2 separate regions of the Sus scrofa genome follow, and region 2 is linked to region 1. The links are chromatin contacts, called in public Hi-C maps. All regions are on one chromosome and are shown on one strand. Each heading gives the region's core, a stretch centred on a gene start, on an enhancer-like site or on the middle of the called end of the contact. The rest is flanking DNA. Distances are from core to core; before and after follow the strand shown.

Region 1 (2,830 bases), core at 147-2,646:
TCTGCTCTCAGTTTTGCCTCTATCTCTCAGTTATGGGCATATCTCAAAGACACTGCAGGTGCAGTTGCAGATCACCACAATAACACCAGTCACAGGAGTTTTTGTTTCCCTGTGCATATAAAAGTTACCTTTACACTATCCCTGAGTCTGTTAGTGTGCCATAGTATTGTGTAAAAAAAAAAAAAGTACATATCAATTAAACGTACTTATTGCTAGAGTTCCCATCGTGGCTCAGTGGTTAACGAATTCGACTAGGAATCATGAGGTTTGGGTTCGACCCCTGGCCTTGCTCAGTGGGTTAAGGATCTGGCGTTGCCATGAGCTGTGGTGTAGGTTGCAGACGTGGCTCGGATCCCGCGTTGCTGTGGCTCTGGCGTAGGCCGGTGGCTACAGCTCCGACTGGACCCCTAGCCTGGGAACTTCCATATGCCACGGGAGCGGCCCAAGAAATGGCAAGAAGACAAAAAAAAAAAAAAAAAAAAAAAAGTACTTATTGCTGTCATCTGAGCCTTTAGCCAGTCGTAGTAGTAACATCAAAGATCACTCTTCACAGGCCGCCCTAACAAATGTAGTAATGAAAACATTTAAAGTAGTTCAAGAATTATCAAACGTGACACTGAGACGTGAAATGAGCTAATGCTGTTTGGGAAGCAGCGCAGCGCAGACACTCCTGCTCAAGGCAGGGTTCCCACAACCTTCAACTCGTCCAAAACGTAGTATCTGCAAAGGGTAATTAAAGTACAAATAAAGTGAGGTATGCTTTCTTCACTGCCCTTCCCAAGCCAGTTTCAGCATAGGTCGACAGAGGGCGCAAGAACAAGAAGACCAGTTTCCTTCTCGCCACAGACGCCTTTACAAGTGAAGGACAATAGGAGATAAGGAGCGGAGGCGGGGACTAACTACTGCGCAACGGAGCTGTCAAACCCAGGCGTGGTTTGGTCGTAACTTCCCGCACGGCCCAGGAGCTGTCACGTGAGAGGCATCGGTCAGCTGACTGGGATATAAATTCCACCGGGGAAGGTACAGGCGGAGCCAGGGTCTGGTGCTCATTGGTGGAGGCGGATCCAGCCAGGTAACACCTCGAGGAGGAGCTTGCGGGGAGGAGGAAGGGTCCTTGGCGGTGAGGACTACGATTGGCTGGCGTTGAATCACATGGGCCGTCACCCCGAGCTTCCGGAAGCGAGGCGAGCGCAGTGCGCGGACTCTTGCGCATGCGTCCAAGCACCAGGTCGCCGATTGGAAACTGAGAGTCACGGGGCGGTGTAAGGCAGCTGGCGGGGGGCGGGGCCCGCGGGGCGCGCGCCGCGCTACGAGGCCGCTGGTTGGCCAGCGCGGAGCACGTGGTGCCGGGGCGCAGGAGGCGCGCGCCGGAGCGACGTCAACGCAGCCCACTAAGCTCCCCCGACCTGTGTACCGCGGCTCTGCCGCGGCTGAGTCCTCCGAGGGTTGGGGTTCGGCGGTTTGCTGAGTACCTTTGCCGCCGCCATGGACAACTCCGGGAAGGAAGCGGAAGCGATGGCGCTGCTGGCCGAGGCGGAGCGCAAAGTGAAGAACTCGCAGTCCTTTTTCTCGGGCCTCTTTGGGTAAGAACTGCGCCGGGCAGTCGGCCGGGACCTACGCTGAGAGGACGCAGGAGTCATGGGCTGAGGCGGCGGTAGAGACGAAGGGCTTGAGCCTCGAGGATGGAGGGCGTCACTGGATTACGTGACATGGTCTAAGTCAGCAGAGGGGACGAGGCTGAGGGCTAGGGGGCCCCGGGTGTGGCAGTGGCATCATGGTTTGAGGAGAGACTGAGAAGATGGCATTACCCTGGGCTGAGGACACCCAGGCCAGGGTGACACCATCTGGAGGCGGCAAGGGGACCCAGGCTGAAGACGGGCCAGAGCAGCAGCTGGGGTGAAGAAATGGTCTGAGGCCTTGCGGGGAACCTGGCCTGCGGAGATTGAGGGAGCCTGGGAGGGCAGCCAGGTCAAGCAGCTTTTTGAAGCTCTAGGAGGACTTATTTGAAGGATCTCAGACCGGCGTCTTGAGGCCTGGGACTGAGGAGCTCTCCCGCTCTAGGGCCTCACCTTTCCAAGTCCTGAGGTGGTGGATTTGTGTGAACTCAGGGTCAGGGCTTAGGTGATCCTGGGAGTGAGGAGCCCAGGTCTGAGGTGTGTGAGGTGTCTGGGCTGAGTGTGGTCCTGGTTGCCGGGAACTAGTATCAGGGGATCTGACACCCGGGTGAGATCTGGGCGGAGGCCTCCCTGGGGTGATGGAGCGAAGGCTGATGAGGCCTGAGCTGGGAGACTGGAGACCAAGTGGGCGTGGGGGGAAATCAGTGGAGCTGGCTCGGTTTAGGACTGGGGAGGATAAAAGGAAGAGATGAGAGGAGTTCCCATTGTGGCGCAGTGGAGACGAATTCGACTAGGAACCCTGAGGTTTTGGGTTCGATCCCTGGCCTTGCTCAGTGGGTTAACGATTCGGCGTTGCCGTGAACTGTGGTGTAGGTTGCAGATGCGGCACAGATCTGGCGTGTGGCTGTGACTGGCCGGCAGCTGTAGCTCCGATTAGACTCCTAAACTGGGAACCTCCTTATGCCACAGGATTAGCCCCCCCCCCAAAAAAAAAAGGGAAGAGATGAGAAAACCAGAAGGGGCTGAAGGCCTGCTGAATGGTCCTTGAGTGAGGTTTGGGCGGGCAGTGCGAGCAGGATGAGCAGCATGCCCAGGAGAGGGCTGAAGGGGGCTGGGCCACAGACCCAACACCCACAGTGTGGCAGGCCTTTCACATAAAGTTCATGTCAGCCCATCAAAGCTTTTCTGATGGCTACCCATTGAGAAATGTTCGT
Region 2 (2,830 bases), core at 120-2,619, 64 kb before region 1:
TCCCCGGGAAGTTCAGCTGCTCAGAACCACAAAGCAAAACAAAGGGGTGCGGAGATAGGAAGGAGCCGCGCTGCCTTCCAGCCACCGCTGCCTCCCGGGCCCTCCCGCGGCTCCTCGCCCGGGTGGCCGCTGGCCGCGGACCAAGGCCCGGGCAGCCCCTGGTCCCTTGTCTCCCCGAGGCCGCCGGGTGACAGGAGCCGGAGAAGCAGCCGAGGGGCGGCCAGGGATGGGAAAACCAGATGGCTCCATCCCTCCTCCCTCCTCCTCCATCCTTCCCTCCGGGTGCCCGCGGCCTGGCCGCCCTCCGCAGGGGCCCGGGGAGGCCTCGGGCCCGGCTCGTCCGGGCTCACCCCAGGGAAAGGGTTGCCTTTGTCTAAAGGTCACCACCCGAGCGCGGTGCCCGGGCTGGGCCTGGTGCCTCCCATTCCCGGGCCGAGGGGGAGGAGATGGGGGGCCACCCCAAATCTCGGGAGGTGACAGGGGTAAGGCTCCACTCCCTCCTCCCCCCACCCCCCGCAACGGCCCCCTCCGGGACCAGCCAGCTAGCGGGGGGGGGGGTCAACTCCTTTCACTGCTGGGGGGTGGGGGACCAAGTCAACTCCTTTCATTGTTTAGGGGCGGTGGGGAGGGGGAGACCCAGTGGCCTCCTTCCGCATCCATCCCTTCCCAGCCTGCCGGAGGCCCCGTTTCTTCCCGGCACCCCCAGGAGGGATGAGAGGAGGGGGCGCAGGGGACGGGCGAGAGGGGGAGATGAAGGCTCGCCGGCTCCGACAGGGAAGCCACCATCCGCTGCCCCATTGCCCTCCTCTTTCCCGAAAGGCGAGGAGCAGGGCGAGGGGAGGAGGCCCCCGGGCCGGGGGAGGGGGGGTCTCCCCGCCCCTCCCCCCGTGGAACGTTAGGTCTCGTTTTTCCGCCGCTCCATTGTATCCCCGGCAGCCGGCGGGAGGGCCGGGGAGGCACCGGGCGCCGGGTTTGGGCAGAGGAACCCGGGGTGGGGGGTGGGGGTCCCCGCAGGATCGGGGCGGCGGTGATGGTGGGAGAGACGCGAGGAGTCGGGGGGGGGGCTACCGGGGGTGGTGGGCGCCGAGCAAAAAAAGAGGCAGCGGGCGCTGCGCCCCGGTTGGGGGGCTGAGTGTGTGAGTGTCGGGGGGTGGGTTCGGCCCCGGCTCCGGCTCCCCCCACACACACCCTCGCCGCCAACCCCCACTCCCCCCTCGCTTTTGCGCCCTGTCACAGCCCCGACTCGCAGGTAGAGAGAGTTAAGAGATTTAAAGAGAAATTGCTACATTGTGAGAAACTCACCCTGATGTTTGAGCAGCCGTCGGCGCGGGGTCTCCGAGACGGCCCCGCACGGGCTGCAAAGGGAGGACCCAGAAGGGGCCGACCGGCCGGGCCGGTCAGCGCACTGCCTGATCGCATGGCGGCCGCCCGGCAGCCTCCGCCAGGCCCCTGCCGCCGCCCCGCGCCGCGGCCCGGGCGCCCCGGACCCGCGCCCGCTCCGGGCAGGACCCCTCGGGTTTGCAAAAAAAAAAAAAAAAATTTTTTTTTTAATTAAATGCAAAAGAAAAAAAAAAAACCTTGCAGGTTTTGTGTCCCGCCCCCCCTCTCCTCCTCCTCCTCCTCCTCCTCCCTCCGCCCTCGCCGGGGGACGAGCTTGGAGGAGGCCCCGCCCCGCGACTCGGCAAACCAGCTACCGCTCTGGGCGCGGAGCGGCGGGCCCGCCAGCGAATGGGAGGCTGCGGACGCCCCGGGAGGGTGACCTCCGCACCGGCACCGCCCCCTCCCTCGCTCAAGTCCCGGGGGTTCGGGGCGCGTCTTCCCAGGCTCCGTTGGAGCCTCCCGACTACATCGAGCGATGTTCTGGACTAGGGGGGAAGGCTAAACGGATTCGCACTCCCGGATCCCGGGCGACCGGCCCGGCTGGGGAGGGGGCTCCGTGCGCCCCGGCCGCGCCCCGACGCTGGGGACGGTCGCCGGGTAGGAGAACGCGTCCAAGGGGAGCGCCGAAGGTTCGAAAAGGTAGCGGGAGTCGTGGATGGAGAAGGGAGGCCCCGCAGGTGGAATCTCGAAGGAGCCGGGAGTCGGAGCCAAAAAGCTGGAAGGCTGGGGAGCGGGGGCGGTGCTTTGGGGACACAGGCCTGGACCCCAAACGCGGCTCGCTCACTCACCTCTGTCGGTTCTCTGAGCTGCCGCGGCCTGGAGGCGGGCGCCGGGGAAGCGGATCCGACCTCTCTTAGAACCTCTCCTCGAGGTCTCTCGGGCCGCGCAGATGGGATTCCCAGAAGCCCCGGGACGCCTCGGTGGTGTTGGGTCTGCTTCCGCCCCGCCGGGCCGAGAACGCCTTGCGGGCGTGACACTCAGATGGGCGCGTTTCTTCGGCGAACGCATGCTGAGCGCCTACTGTGTGCCCTGCGCCGGGCTCGGAGCCCAACGAGGACCCAGATAGCTACGAGCTACCCTCCCCAAGCGCTCAGGCCGAGGCGGCTTATATTCTGGTCGCTTAATACCTTCAGTTTCCCCGGTTCCCTGAAAAGCTAGGCGCATACCCCACGAAGCTGCTCAATACATGTGTGTTGAATAAATAAGTGATTGAGAGCTATGTGTTTTTAAGCTTTAGATCTGATCCTAGTTTCTCGGCGGCACTACTGTTATTTACGAGACCACGGAGGTAAAGGGCCCTGACTCAAACCCGGGAGCTCCTGGTTCCCATCCTGCCACTTGTTTACTGTGTGACCTTGGGCAAATGACTTCACCTCTCCGCTCCTCCATTTCCAAGAAGAAATCAATACTAGGTCTCACTTAGAGGGTTAGTAGGAGAAAATGACTTCTC

Evidence for each region. A called contact is a pair of places that touch in the nucleus more often than the background predicts.
Region 2: a Hi-C map of liver shows a contact between it and region 1, with 5 times the contacts expected there. The contact joins the promoter of BICRA here to the promoter of NAPA in region 1. A contact is called at or near these places in 3 of 5 promoter capture datasets (fetal liver and liver), 9 of 47 Hi-C or Micro-C datasets (alveolar macrophages, blood, heart right ventricle and 4 more) and 2 of 2 datasets of contacts at active chromatin or transcription factors (alveolar macrophages and skeletal muscle).

Annotation. Positions count from the first base shown.
Region 1 is chr6:53,273,804-53,276,633 of Sscrofa11.1, reverse strand. It overlaps NAPA (NSF attachment protein alpha), which reads left to right and starts at 1,396. Exons shown (of 11, transcript NM_001244384.1): 1 at 1,396-1,583. The coding sequence starts at 1,486.
Region 2 is chr6:53,337,705-53,340,534 of Sscrofa11.1, reverse strand. BICRA (glioma tumor suppressor candidate region gene 1 protein) reads right to left here and starts at 1,369. Exons shown (of 17, transcript XM_021094645.1): 1 at 1,303-1,369.